2 separate regions of the Anser cygnoides genome follow, and region 2 is linked to region 1. Evidence: chromatin contacts called from public Hi-C data. All regions are on one chromosome and are shown on one strand. Each heading gives the region's core, a stretch centred on a gene start, on an enhancer-like site or on the middle of the called end of the contact. The rest is flanking DNA. Distances are from core to core; before and after follow the strand shown.

Region 1 (6,772 bases), core at 2,863-5,362:
GGAACTGTCTCTAAGTGAAGCCTGTATCTCTGCAGAGTGGCAGCAAATGCTTTGAGAACTACAAATGATCTGCAGACCTTGGCATTGAAATTTTAGAACTTATTGAATCTCTCCTCACATACCTGGCTATCTATCCAGTTGTCTCACCATTTTTATTTCTAATGTCCCTTAGCAGCTATACTAGTTTTGAGATAACGGACTAAGAATGTGAAATATCCTTGTAATTTGGTTAGTCTGATCTGTTGATCAAGTCTGCAATGGCTGATTTTTGATGTTTTTCTATGACTGTTCTTTTCTACAGAAGGCTAATATCAAATTCTCTGATGTTTTAACTTAAGTAAGCATGAATCAAGAGGACAGGACTCAGGCCCAGTATATCCTGTGTGTATACTGTGAAGCAGAACATCTCAAGCTATAATCCTTGGATCACTGTCATTCTGAGGACACCAAAGCTGATTCTAAAGATAACAACAATGCTGCAAAGCTAAGTAACTTGTTTGGATTTTCAACTCTTACACAAAACAAAAAGGCACTACTGGATGTTGAAATGTTAAAAGAGGGGTTCTGCAATAAAACAATAATCTCAAAAGCCCTCAATCATTTTCCTCACCCAGTTATTGAAAAAGCTTAAACCCTACACTTTGAGTTGTTGACAAAACACAAAACGGCTAAAGCCAACTAATGTACAAGAAGACAGAAGGTTGCAAATAGGGTACCTACAGCCAAAAAATAGCTCCCAAGGCAGTTTTGGGAAACTGCAGTGCAATGAGAATCACATTTATAAATGTCGAACTGGCTGAAATGGTAGTATGATAAAATAACTGGAAGAACATATTCTGAGATGGTCAACATCATTCATTTCTACTTTCAAAGTCTTTTCCAAAGTGCCTCTTGAGAGGTGAAACCTTATCATGGATCAATAGCTAAAAGACCAGGCAAAGAAACAGGACAAATGGAAAAAAGGGAAAAACCGAGAAGGACTGAAAAGGTCAATTTTCATCAGAGTACTAGGCTAAATGCAATGTATCTCAGAGTCTCATAGTAACTCCTCAGATATTTGATATAAAGAGATCTTTGTGCACACAGACACTTGCATGCACACATATACATTTACTGGACAAGAGATGGTTGAACAGTGACCAAATATCCAATCCTTTAGATGAAACAAAATTATTTGCACTGTTCCAGGGAGGGAAAAATCACGAGGATCTTCAGAAGGTGCTGACCAACCTAGAAAATGAAGTGTACACAAAACAGTGCCTAACAGTAAAGATACATTTGAACTATTCATTCACCGTACAGAGATCCTAGAAGAATTGTATGTGCTCAGAGAAGGGGCTAGACAGTATTGTGAACAGCTCAGTGAAGATCTCTGCTGAAAGAGCAACAAAAAATGATAATAGGATCTTAAATGCATAACAAATGGGAGAAAGCACAGTATGGAAAATATTAAAGTGTCATTTTATAAATCAGTGGTGCATTCTCATATGGAATACTGATCTCATTGTTTCACAAAAGGCTAGCGTGCTATTAGACAGGGTTAGTAGGAATGTGATAAGAATGATTAAGTGCTCAAAAAAAAGTCATACAAAAAACAAACAAACAAACAAGAAAGTGATGGACTAGAGGGATTTGATACTAGATCAATTCCTATGTTTGTACATTATTGGCAGACGGTACAGAGCAGACTGGACAGGGACTGGTGCAGCTTTTCTTTCTGCTTCCAGCTGTTAAAACTCCATTAAACAGCTAGAAATACATTAGATGCATTCCCAAAATTACTTTTCAAGTATGCAATGGCTCTCCCCATGAAGAAAAGGCATCTATCATCAGACACATCCTCTATCTTATGATCTCCACTTATAAAAGCAAGAGAAAAAAATAAATCTTGTTATACATACAGTAAGTGAATATTTAGAATAATTGCTGCTATTGACATTCTTTTTTTTTTAAAATCTGCTACTAATTTCTGGTATGTTGAACGTACCTCTGGATATCAAAAGCTTTGCCAGAATCTGCATAGACTTTCAAGTTACTCAGCAGGACGTCGCAAGCCTGGTTTATTAGCGGTGTCATCTAGAAAGGAATGCATTCTATTGTGAAAATTGTTAAAATGTAAAATAAATAATAATAATAATTAACAAATCAATTATTCTAAATTAGTTTTATCCAGTAGATGGGATGGAGCTCTCAGGACTCTCTGCAGGTGTGGTCAGGCACTTTTGCACAGGTGAGATGAAATGCTAGGATTGACTGCACTATTACAGGGGTGCCTTTCTCCAGCTCTGGGCCTAAATTCAAGAGGTCTTGTTGCTTACCTGACCTTTGGTTCTTGTCCATTTATGGCTACATACACAGAGAGTGACTAAGCAAAAACATTCCTCTCTTTTTTTAATCATTCCCTGTCCCAGCTGATGATCTATCATGATCCATATTTACAGGCCATTACATTTAGGCTACATATACTACTGAGCGGAAGGAATAATATTTTCTGTGGTCTCAAAGTCTTATAAAGATGTCATCACCAGAGGCCTAGTATTTCCATCTTGCCATCCCTCAGTTTGAGGGATTTAAGGAGTACATCGGGAAAGCACCATGTATATCACTACAGTTTGCTGTGGGAAGAGTGCTGCCGTGCTGTGGGAAGAGTGCTGAGGAGAGGGTTGTCTGGAGTGGCAACCGTCATTAAGTGGACACTCTGTGAATTTGTTCAGCTAGTGGTTCTTTCCATTTGCTGACAAATGATGGTCAGGTAGACCTACCCACACCCTGTCTGGCTAACAGTGAAATAGTCTTCCTCTTCAGCACTTCATGGAAAACAGACATAGGCAACCATCAGGACCTCCTTAAAGTCTCTCTATAACTTGTTTCATATGAACAGCACCAGACACTTACCTTGATTACACCTTCAAGGGGGGCAGAGGAAGACTCTAATTGCTTACTTTGAGTTAGGGCATAGCAGCAATCTAGCCATTACCCTAATGGCGTTATTTGCTTCCTCCACAGAGACTAGTGACAGATCCTCCTGCAGTTTAATACCCAAGTCTTGCCTCAGTTATGCCAAGCATTAGCAGACATATGCACAGCAACCCGTCTTTCCTTCCTGAGCAACCTCCTTCAGCATACGGATGTCAACAAATATGAGAACAGACTTGTCCTACTATTCTGACATTCTTGTTACCAAAAAAGACTTACTGCAGCCTCTCAGCACACTCCAAAAGCTATGCAGGCTGCCCAGCCAAGTCCATTTTGTTTGGCACTTCTACCTCCGTGAAACTGGCATAACACTTCGTGCACAGGCACGCTGCCATCCCAACACATGGGCAAGACTGTATGCAGTCAAAAGGCCAACGCGGGAGCATCCAACATGTTCTCCAAAGGCAGAAGTCTTAGTCAAGAATGTGTCTAGCTGTTCTCGAAGTCCCGTACCTACACGGGACAGAGCAGGATGTCTGTTCAGTTCAAAAGCTGGATTGATTTGGGCTGTGCAACAGGAATCTCACAAAACAATTCTGAATCCAGATTAGTATTCTGTAAAAGCAGCTGGTATATATGTTTGGGAGGTGCATACCATGTTATGTGGCAGTTTTCTGCCCCTTTTGGCTTTCTAAAGAAGGTCCCCTGCAGTGAGCTTCTTCTCAAATGATTCAACAAAATTAATACATTTCTGTTCAACAAATCAAACCAGGGCAAAATGCTTTATAATCTCTGGGTCCAGCCCTTCGAATGAACTGAGTCAGTCAAGGAGAACAAAATGAAAATCCATATTTTAACAGGTACGATGTTTTCTAAACAGATGGTGATCATTTCAAATTTTTCCTTTTATTGCCTTATTTTCTCTTTCATTCTTCAGCACATCACCAGACCTGAAACCACCCAGCTGGCTGCTATTGCTTTCCAACAGCTGGCAGGGATGGCAGGGGCACATATGCCTGGCCAGGGCATCTCGCAGCACCTCTGAACTTTCTACATTCCGCCAGCCTTTCAAAATGCCGTAGCAATTTATTTCTAGACAAAAAGATATTTTTATTAGCACATCTAAGCGGGAAAGTGGGGAGGGGGGCACATGGATTTGATTTATTGTTAGCATTATAGGACAGAGTCATATCAATGAGACAATTATTTGCATATGAAAGCTACGGGGGATATCTACTTAGGAATCCTGGGTTTGGGTTTGGGTTTCTATTCCCTTGAGGGACATAAATTAATCCAAGTTTGCCAACTACAAAGACCACAGAGTGAAATGTACTCAAGTCCCTTAATACTTTAAACTCTTTGCTCAATCATCAAGAAAAATAAAATAGTGTTGGGGGAGGTGAACCACAGCAAACTTTGAAAACAGGCACGGTAACAGACATGTTGATCTACACTGCCTTGGGTATCACTAACTTCCTATACATTATCATTTGCCAGTCAGAACATAAAAGCTGCATAACCTGCCTGAGATTCAGTTCTTGGTGGGTAAACAAACCCCAGCTGCTCTGTGTTCAGATTGGCTGAGAGTAACAGGATGAAGAAAAATCTAAACAATATGGTCCCTGTAAATATTTGATCTGCCAGTTATCTAGTAGCAAGAGTAGCCCAGAGTCCAAATTTCTTTCTTCTGCCAAAGGAGAGCATTTGGGGTTAGGGTTTTCGTGATGCCAGGGGCTTTGCTGTATAAATCCTGCCAATTTGCTATTTGGCACATAACAACAATTAGTTTCCGATTCTGCGTATGCACGGTGCATGGGGATGTTTGCACTGTTCAAAGGCATCGGAGTCACATTCCTCTAGTTAGATGTGGACCTCAGTATTTACCATGATTATTCCCCTTATTCTTAGCATCCAAGAAGCCTGGATTGTATTCACTGTCGAGAGACACACCAGAAACCTTTACTGTTCACATATAGTATAGCAAGGTCATGGCAGGCCTCTTGTCCCACAAATGGTATGAAATATAAGGAAAGAAGAAGGAAAACAAGATACACCCCCAGCATAAGAATCTCTTCTGCTCCAGATATCAAGTCACTGACTAAAACCAGGAAAAGAGCAGAGGTGTGTTTCCATCACCTCACAGTGGGGCTCTGCTACTGACGGGCACAACTTACCAAAGAGAGCAACTCAAGCAGACACTGACTCTTGGCTCTAGGATATGCACATTTCACATATCAGCTCTTAAGTTAGTGATTTGTATCATCTCAGGTGAGTGCACTTGCTTTGCTGAATAGCAATTGCAACTTGCAGACACTCTTCCAAAATGCCTCTGACCACTGTGCAAGAGTAGAGTAGAGAGAAAATCAAGGAAATCTCAACAGCTGCACTGCCAGATCCTATGTACTAGTGGGATATGGAAGATCTATGTGCCTGAGACTGACACTAGAGGATTTTCTTGCATTGTTCTGTCAACTTATCACAAGTTCTGCCTTGTGTCTCCCTTCAATTGATAAAAAAATGCCGTAACACAAACTCCACTTCACAGGTTATTTAGGACAATGCTACATTATGTTGCACTCTCTTCTTTAATTTTTGTGTTCTGTTTTGTTTTAATGGTTAGTTAATGGAGGAGAGGATTCCCAGCATACTGATAGGAGATGACAAGAGTACTGCAGCACCATCAGAATAAATAAAAATCAATGGGTTTTCTGCTGGTGCTGGCTGTAAAAGAGAGCCAAGCTATTTATCAAGTCTGACAAGGGGTCCAGAACTGCAGGATCATCACAAGCACCACAGCAAAAAGGGGAGAAACTAAATAAGAAACACTAAATAGGGAATCAAGATCAGTACACCACGATCACTAAGATATCAGCTCATTTCAATATATAATAGCTGAGGAGAGCATGACAGGAACACAGGGAACTGCATCTTTTACTTGAGAACCTCCAGCTATATTACTTCACAAATTCCTCATGCATTACACCTTGGATCAACTTTCAGTGGTTGGTAATATTCCCATTAACAGATGAAGGATGTTTCATGTAGAGAGAATTTAGGCAGCTTTTACCAGATCACACTGAGACAGTCAGTGGCAAAGCTGGAAGTGAAACTTCTTGGTTCTTCTGCTTCCTCTCTCTCATTTCTCATTCTCAGTGCTCCCATAGCAATGGCACTGTATGGTATATTCAGGGGGCTCACTGTGAAGAGCTTATTATCAAATCTGCTACCAACCCCAGTGGCATCTCACAGGGGTAAGACTACTAAATCTTACTGCAGGATCAAGCCTAAAAGTCTGTTGACTTACGCTATGCTCACCATTACTGTAGTTGAATTTAACGTTATCTGGATCCAAAGCTTCCTTCAGCTGGAGTGGACTACTTTATTAATCTTTGCATACACATTTGAAAATGAAAATTGAAAAAGGGGAACAGAGAGTATGGAACTCTATAAAAACAACAGTTTATAGAGTTAAAAAACAACAGTAGCAGAGCACAGCTTTTAAAGTGAGGAATTGAGGGTACAGAGAGCAAAAACAGAAAATGCTAGAAAATTCTTTAAAAATGTTAGGGAATCAATTCTCTTCATGCAAGCAGCAATCACAGCACTGGCTCCCCAACCGCTCTATAACCTCTGGTTTCAATTAATTGCTCATAACTTTGCAAACTTCTGGGATCAACTTTTTCTCATTTGGTGACCAGCTCTTGGAGACGTTTGCCAAACTGAAGTGAAATTCCTCACGCTTAGTGAACTTCTCAGTGACACTACACCAATACCACTGAGACAAAAGCGCAAAGCACACTTCCACCCCCAGCCACAGCAGCTAGATGTCTCTGTGGGGCATTACAGTTCAAATCCT
Region 2 (6,772 bases), core at 1,729-4,228, 300 kb after region 1:
TTTGTGCGGCTGGGCGAGGGTGTTGGACTTACCGGTGTGCTCTTCCATGGCTTGGCAATCAGCCCATCGGAGAGGTCTGCCAGTTTCGGGATAGCTGTACGCAAAGTCCACATAACTGATCTTTGCTCAGGGTGGGCAACGCAGACAGGAAAAGTGTGGGACGGGAAGGCTTTCCCCCGTCCTGCTGACGTAGCCCTGCCTGTCCCACAGGAACGTCAAAGCAGTTGGTCCCCAACCCTGGACACCTGCCCCCATTACCCCCCTGGTCCCCGAACCTCCCTGGCTCTCCTGTGAGGAGAGCCCATGCCCAAAGCACGTGCTGGCCCCCACTGGCCTCTCGCGGCCTGCTGCTCATCCCCTGCATGTGGGGAGGAGGAGGTGGGGGTCTCCACTGCGGGGATCCCCACACCTACCCCGGCAGCGCCTGGAGCTGGTGCGTTGGTCCTGTGGCATGGCGGTGCTGGGGCAGCTGGCGGGAGCACGGCACCAGCCTCTCCTGGTGGGTGCCCGTCCCACAGGTGGCACCGCTGTCCGCCGGGGCAGTGTGAGGCGAGAGCCACCAGCCAGGGCTCTGTGACAGAGGTGGCTTTTCCCCGAGTGTCTGGGGATGACCCCGGCAGTCTGTTAAAAGCTGCTGGCACGTGTGACGGCCTGCAGGACAGGCAGGGCAGGCCACTGCGGGCGGCCGGGCTAGGCCCTGCGGGCGCCAGGCTCCGCGGGTTACAGGCCATGCGTTACAGCGCTGGCACGCGTAAGGAGTGGGGCTCAAATGGCGAACGAGCTCGGTTCCTCAGAGGTCTCACGAAGCATGCTAGGAGGGTTGGCTTTCTGCATTTCTAGTTTGAAACTCCTGTTTCTCATTTACGGGTTAGCTTTGTCCTTCCAGTTTTAGCAGTGCTGCTATAACAGACTATTCATGTGTGTTTGAGGATAAAGTTTTTGTTTTTAATCTTTTGCTTATCATAGTTAATCTAAGAAAGGCAATACTAAAGGTATATTTTTTTCCAAAAATGATATTTTTTACTGCACTGATAAATATTGTGACATCTCTGTTCTTAACTCTTTCGCTGTGAGGGGAACCGTGTGCAGACTCACACAAACCTTGTAAATACTTGCGTGTACTTCTGACAGCCAGGGATTTATTTTTTTTTTAATTTTTTTCTTTCTTTAAAACAAGGTTTCCTCTTTGAAACAGAAAGCAATGGGGCAACAATGCTCAGAGCAAAAGCAAAGCTTATCCCATTTTCAGAACATAGCCAAGGAGTTTTTGCAGTGCTGGCATAGAGTTAATATTTAATGCCAATGTGTTTTGATATATTTTTTTTTCCAGCAAATTGTTTGGAAAGGAATAAGACAGAAAAGCTTTGGTCTGGAATTCTGATCAGAAATGTTATTTGTCTCTTTTATGGCACCTCTGATTTTTGTTTTTCCTTTCTTTTCCAAAACTGGCTTGCTGCAGGCTCGCTGGCCTGGGCTCTAGGTCAGTCGGCGGCTGCGCCAGGCGCCTGGTGCTCAGGGACCGCCGACTCCTTTGGAAGCAAACCCGCCGCCGGTCAGGATTCTGGATCCTGACGGCGACAGAGGGTATGCCAGCAGACCGTGGGGTATCCTCGGGTTTTTTACAGAAGGATTTAGATACACTTATATTACGCAAACTGTGACCTAATGGCAATAATTACCTCAAATGTGGGCATTCATCCTGGTTTTAGCCTTTCTGAAAACATGTAGCCAGCTTGAACTTTGATTCAAAGACTCTAAACTCTGTATGGGCGGAATAACGATAAATGCCCACCCTGGTCATTGTTGCTTGAGTGAATTCTGAAGACAGTGAATCTTTAAAGAGAAAAAGTTAAACCAAGGAATAGATTACTCTTTTATGTATTTTAATCAATTGTGATGTTAAATGCACATGTAAGTATATATGTTTATAGCTACTGTAAAATGCTTTGGCCTTCTAGAAGATATTTAATGAGTCACATTTTAAACCAATATGAACTGAATAATAGACCGTGGCTACTTAAACAGTTTTCTGGCTACATTTTATAGTTATTACAGTGTTTTATAGTTTACATTTAAACTGGTACTTTTTAAGGGAAATCTTGTGTTTGTAAGTGACACCTTCAAAAACTCAATACAGCTGCCTCTTTTTAATTTTGCCCTTTACAAATGGAAAAGTACAAGTGTGTCTTTAATATGTATATTCTGTTCTGAGATATAACATAGTGTTGGAAAGTCAGTCCAGAGATCAAGTAATCCACTGTATTCCAAAGTCTGGTTGAAAAACACTCCACCCACTTTGTGGATTTAGCACCTCTAGTCCAACAGATAAGCTATTTGTTTGTGTGCTCGTTTAATACCATACTTTATCAAACTCCTTGGGTTGAAGCAGGGAGCGCAGTACTTCCAAATTCACTGTTCTGTGTAGGATCCTCATCTGGATGAAGATACCCATGTAAGAGAATGAAGGATATTCAAAGGAAGGATTGTATTGTACTGTTGATAAATCTTTAGCCAAATGATTAATTCCTGAGTTTAGTGATTGCCTGTTTTATTTTGGTTTTGTACGTGTGTGTGTGTGTATGTGTGTGGTGTATGACAGCCACTCAGAGGCAATGCTGTAATTTGGCTTTCGTCTGTTCACCCCGTTATTACAAACGGTGCTTACCACCGCAGAAACTGTTTGAACCAGTAAACTAAATACAAAGTTCATTGACCATCTCGTTGTCAACTTTGTTTTCTTAGCCAGCGTCAGTTCCCATCAGTGCTGTCTCCCTGCTGCTGTTACGGTGTACTTTGCATTTGGGTATGTCACACTACCCCCTCCCCAGTCTCGCCTAGCTGTCTAGCTTGCTCTTTTGTGTTCTGTCACTTGAGTAACCAATGAACATGGTATAAATGTCTGCTGGGCAAAATGGTACTGCTAGGTCATGAAAGCACAGGAACTGGCATTTAAAAACATAAATCTGTGTCTGTCTGAAGAACCGATCTTCTGTGGCGGAGCCTGGGTGCCCCAGGGGGGCCCCTTACATTTCTGCCCCATGCCTGAGGCACTGGTCCCAGCGACCCCGGGGTCAGCGGTGTTGCAGAGGAGCAATGGAGATGCTCGTGGTGCCACTGGCTGCTGATACAATCCCCCAGTGCAGCCCGGGGCTGCCGTGCCCACCCCGTAACCCACGGAACCAAAGCGACGACGCATCGCGCGGCAGCCCACGAGCAGCGCTGGGGCTGGCGGGGATCATCCCCCCTTTCTCAATCATCGCCTTTTGCTGCCCTCGGCACTTGCACGACCTTTTGTTCTTAAGGGGGGTCAGACCCACAAACACCAGCACACTTAAGCGAAGGAGACAGTCCTTTTGAATTCTTTGGCTTGCAACTTGTCAGGCAAGAAGGGGTTTTGGCCACTGGCAACGCACATCCCATAGAATCCGAATGGTTACGTATAGCACCGCTGCCCTCGGAAAGGAAATAACAGGCTTCTGCCATGCTTCCATGTCACATGGTTACATACAACACTTCTGGCTCCCCTTCTCCCCCACCTTTATTCCTTCTGTGTTCGATTTTGTGTTTTATTTAATTTGATTTTTTGCTCTGTATTCTTTTCAAAATGAAACTTCCATGGATATCCCAGGGCACAACCATTTCAGGTGTAAAAAGGATCTCCTCATCCCCTGTTTCACCAGCCGAGAAACCAAGGCTTTTTGGGTACCGATTCTACTTGGGCAGAATCAGAATGTAGCCTGTATCTTTCATACCAAACCAAATTTCTGAAAGGAGCGGAAGTGTAATTAATAGCTTTATTAAAGGAGTGTGAGAGAGAGAGAGAGTAAGAGAGGGAGCGAGATGGTGAGAAGAAAGAGGGGCATCTAGGAAGTTGACAAGGCTAGACTTCGGGTAGTTAAAAATGAACCAAGAGGTGAAACATTATTTACAAACAGTAAAATCCTTTTAAAATCAGGAAGGGGGAAGTGGAGGGAGCATTTTATACCTTTCGACTGCCCACAAGCCCAGCGCACCCTGGATGGAAAGTGGAAGTTAACGTACACTGAACCAAAATTCTTGAGGGGGAGAGATGGGAGGAAAAGCTGTGAAATGCTATCACCACTGCAAGGGAAAAGATGCCCCTGCCCCAGCTCTGGATCTCGAATGGTTCTTTCTCTACAGCATCATCTCAGCCCAGATACCCCATGAAAGCCCTGAGCCGTTGTGTTCCTTCACTGTACGGTTTCTGTAATAAGAGTGTTAATCCATGTTAATCTTTGTGAAAATTATTGTGTGCAACAGTATTTTCTTGTGTACTGCTTTTTTTTTTCCTATGTGAATTGTCCCTTTTTTTCTTCTTTTCTTTTCTTTTTCCTTTTTTTTTTTCTTTTGGAAAATATGTCTTTCTTCTTTTAAAAAAACAAAACAAAACAAAAAAAAACTGATGTGTTGTAGACCTCTATGTAACCTATTCCTTAGTCTCATATTATAGGTATGTTATAAGAATGGATATTTTACTTGGCTTTAGAATGTTTTACAAGAAAATTAATTCTTAACCAATCAAGTTCTTGCTACTAAAAAAAAAAAATGCTTGTGTTTTTCATCATGACGTTGTGTGCTTCTAATTAATAATCATTTTCGTTGTAGAAAAATGGAGTGAATTTATATTAGTCTTGGAAACTAATAATAGCATTGTAAATTTATGAGATGATTTTAACAGAAAATACATTATAGAAGAATATAGTTATTTTAATTGTAATATTACTAACTGTAGGGTGAGAAAGGAGGTCCCGTTGTGGTGAACTATGTTATAGCTTGTTATTCACGGTTTCTTTTTGATCATTTTTTCGGTCTCTGAGGTGAAACGAGTTATTAATCAGAATTTGTAAACTCACATATGCATATTGTATATGTGTAGAAATGTAATCACACTTTGTCTTGGAATTACATTAAACTGTTTTAAGTCACTGCAAAGTTTGTGTGTCTGTATGTCTTATCGCTAGTTAAAGTTTGGTCTGAATGTTTGGTTAGTTTTCAGTTACTTTTATTTAATCTCCCAAGTCTATTTGGAAAACATCGCTAACAGTATCATTAATAATAAGTAAACAGTTTTCCCTTTGAGGTGGAATTTTTACACGTGTGAGACTAGCAGTTTGTTCTTATTGCAAAAGAGTGTGTTTATGGTTGGATGTTCATTTGGAGCTTCACCGAAGCACAGCAGGGTTGCAACTTACACATCCCTCTGGAGCTCCCTGGCATGCTGACGGAGGTGCGGGCACCAGCTGCAAATATTAGCCTGCTTTTTCTTTGCATTATGCCTGAGCCCCTGTTTCATTTGTTCCCCTTCATCTCTTTGCCAAGCCCCAGCTGACCTTTGAGAAGTTTACTCAGACACCAAAACGCTTCAACAACCACACGCTGCCACCAGCAGTGCCTGCCCTTTGGGCAGTGCCCCATTTGCACTGATAAACTCACTCAGGCGGGATACCTGTGGAAGATCCCCCATTACTCAGTGCCACCCTGCAGGAGATGAGTGGGCCCTCACCTACTCCCCGTGCCAGAGGGAGAGCAAGACCTCCTCCTTTTTGTTGCTGACGTTGTCCAGCATAGGGACTTGTGTGCGAACTGCCAAGTCTCCTGGCATGCAGGATTCAGCTTCTTAATTTGCCCTCTGCCTTCCCATGGCTGGCCAGTGAGGTTCACAGTGGTTTATACTGGGTTACCTGCTATGAAACACCAGATAAGCGTTGCTTTGGATTTCTAGGCAGATGCTGAAACCTTTGGTAACAAGAGGACGCAAGACCTAGCTGCCTTAAACTGGCTTAGACCCCAATTCAGCAAAAGCAATTAAAGCTGTACTGCCGGTGCCTATTTAACAAGCCACTTAAGTTTGTGTTTAATTTAAAATTGTATATCCTAATAAACATCAAGCTTTTAATCATATACTAGCAGGTAATTGCATGGGTAGGTGCTTTACTGGAAATGAGGAGTTTACTGGGTGATGGTATAAGGAGGAGACATTGGTGAACGGTCTAATCTCAGAAACACCTATAAATCATAAAGAGCTAGAATAAATGGCAGAGTTTCTCCATGTTTGCATTGTGTTACACTATCTTGTTTTGTTGTTTGTTTGGTAACACATCTATAAAACTGTAAAAAAAAAAATGTTTGTCATTCCGTTGTCCAAGACCAGAACAGATTAAAACTGCATTGCAGTTGGACAATGTTATTTCTGACCATTTATCCACAGGAGAGGAAAATACTTTCTCAGTTTGAGCAGGGCTGCTTCCGATGGAACCTGTGATGTCTCACAGGAGGAAATGAGGATTTTCAGCCAGCAGATGAAAAGGTGAGAACCATCTTGGAGAATCAGACACGCCACCAGTGACCCAAATCTGGCCTCCAGACTTCCCACGCTCTGAAGGTGCAGCCATTTCACAGGTTTCTCCATAGATCATTTATCCACACATCCACTTGCAAATACTCCTGAGTTTGTTTAAAACTAAAGTTGGTGAGTTGCTGGGGCCTCAGGAACACTGGCACCTGGAGAGCATGAGCCTGAGCAGCTGGTACCAATGAGCACCACCAGCTTTGGGTCACGCCAGCTCTTTCTGGGCCAGAAGGAATCCCTCTTGCTGCTCTGGAAGTGGTTGCCTCAGCAAAACTGGTTCATTCCAGGTGGGGATGGCTCTTGCTTAAAACTGAGACGGTGGTAGGTATATGGACGTGGCATACACGTATCTTTGGTGTCTGAAGTCTGGCTCCTAAGTTTGTATTCATATCTATGAGGAGA

What was found. A called contact is a pair of places that touch in the nucleus more often than the background predicts.
Region 2: a contact with region 1 is called in a Hi-C map of liver, with 1.8 times the contacts expected there. The contact joins two enhancer-like sites. A contact is called at or near these places in 2 of 7 Hi-C or Micro-C datasets (both in liver).

Annotation. Positions count from the first base shown.
Region 1 is chr1:60,822,134-60,828,905 of Taihu_goose_T2T_genome, forward strand. TBXAS1 (thromboxane A synthase 1) reads right to left here. Exons shown (of 14, transcript XM_013173135.3): 7 at 1,988-2,076. Among named protein-coding and RNA genes, the nearest start is that of SPIC, 140 kb to the left of the region's middle. Within about 2 kb of position 4,113, at least 1 of the 3 cell types and tissues checked has open chromatin away from gene starts, as enhancers often do. A contact at or near this core is called in liver, where this site is marked.
Region 2 is chr1:61,126,218-61,132,989 of Taihu_goose_T2T_genome, forward strand. It overlaps HIPK2 (homeodomain interacting protein kinase 2), which reads left to right. Exons shown (of 15, transcript XM_066997849.1): 15 at 1-4,947. Among named protein-coding and RNA genes, the nearest start is that of KIAA1549, 20 kb to the right of the region's middle. Within about 2 kb of position 2,979, at least 2 of the 3 cell types and tissues checked have open chromatin away from gene starts, as enhancers often do. A contact at or near this core is called in liver, where this site is marked.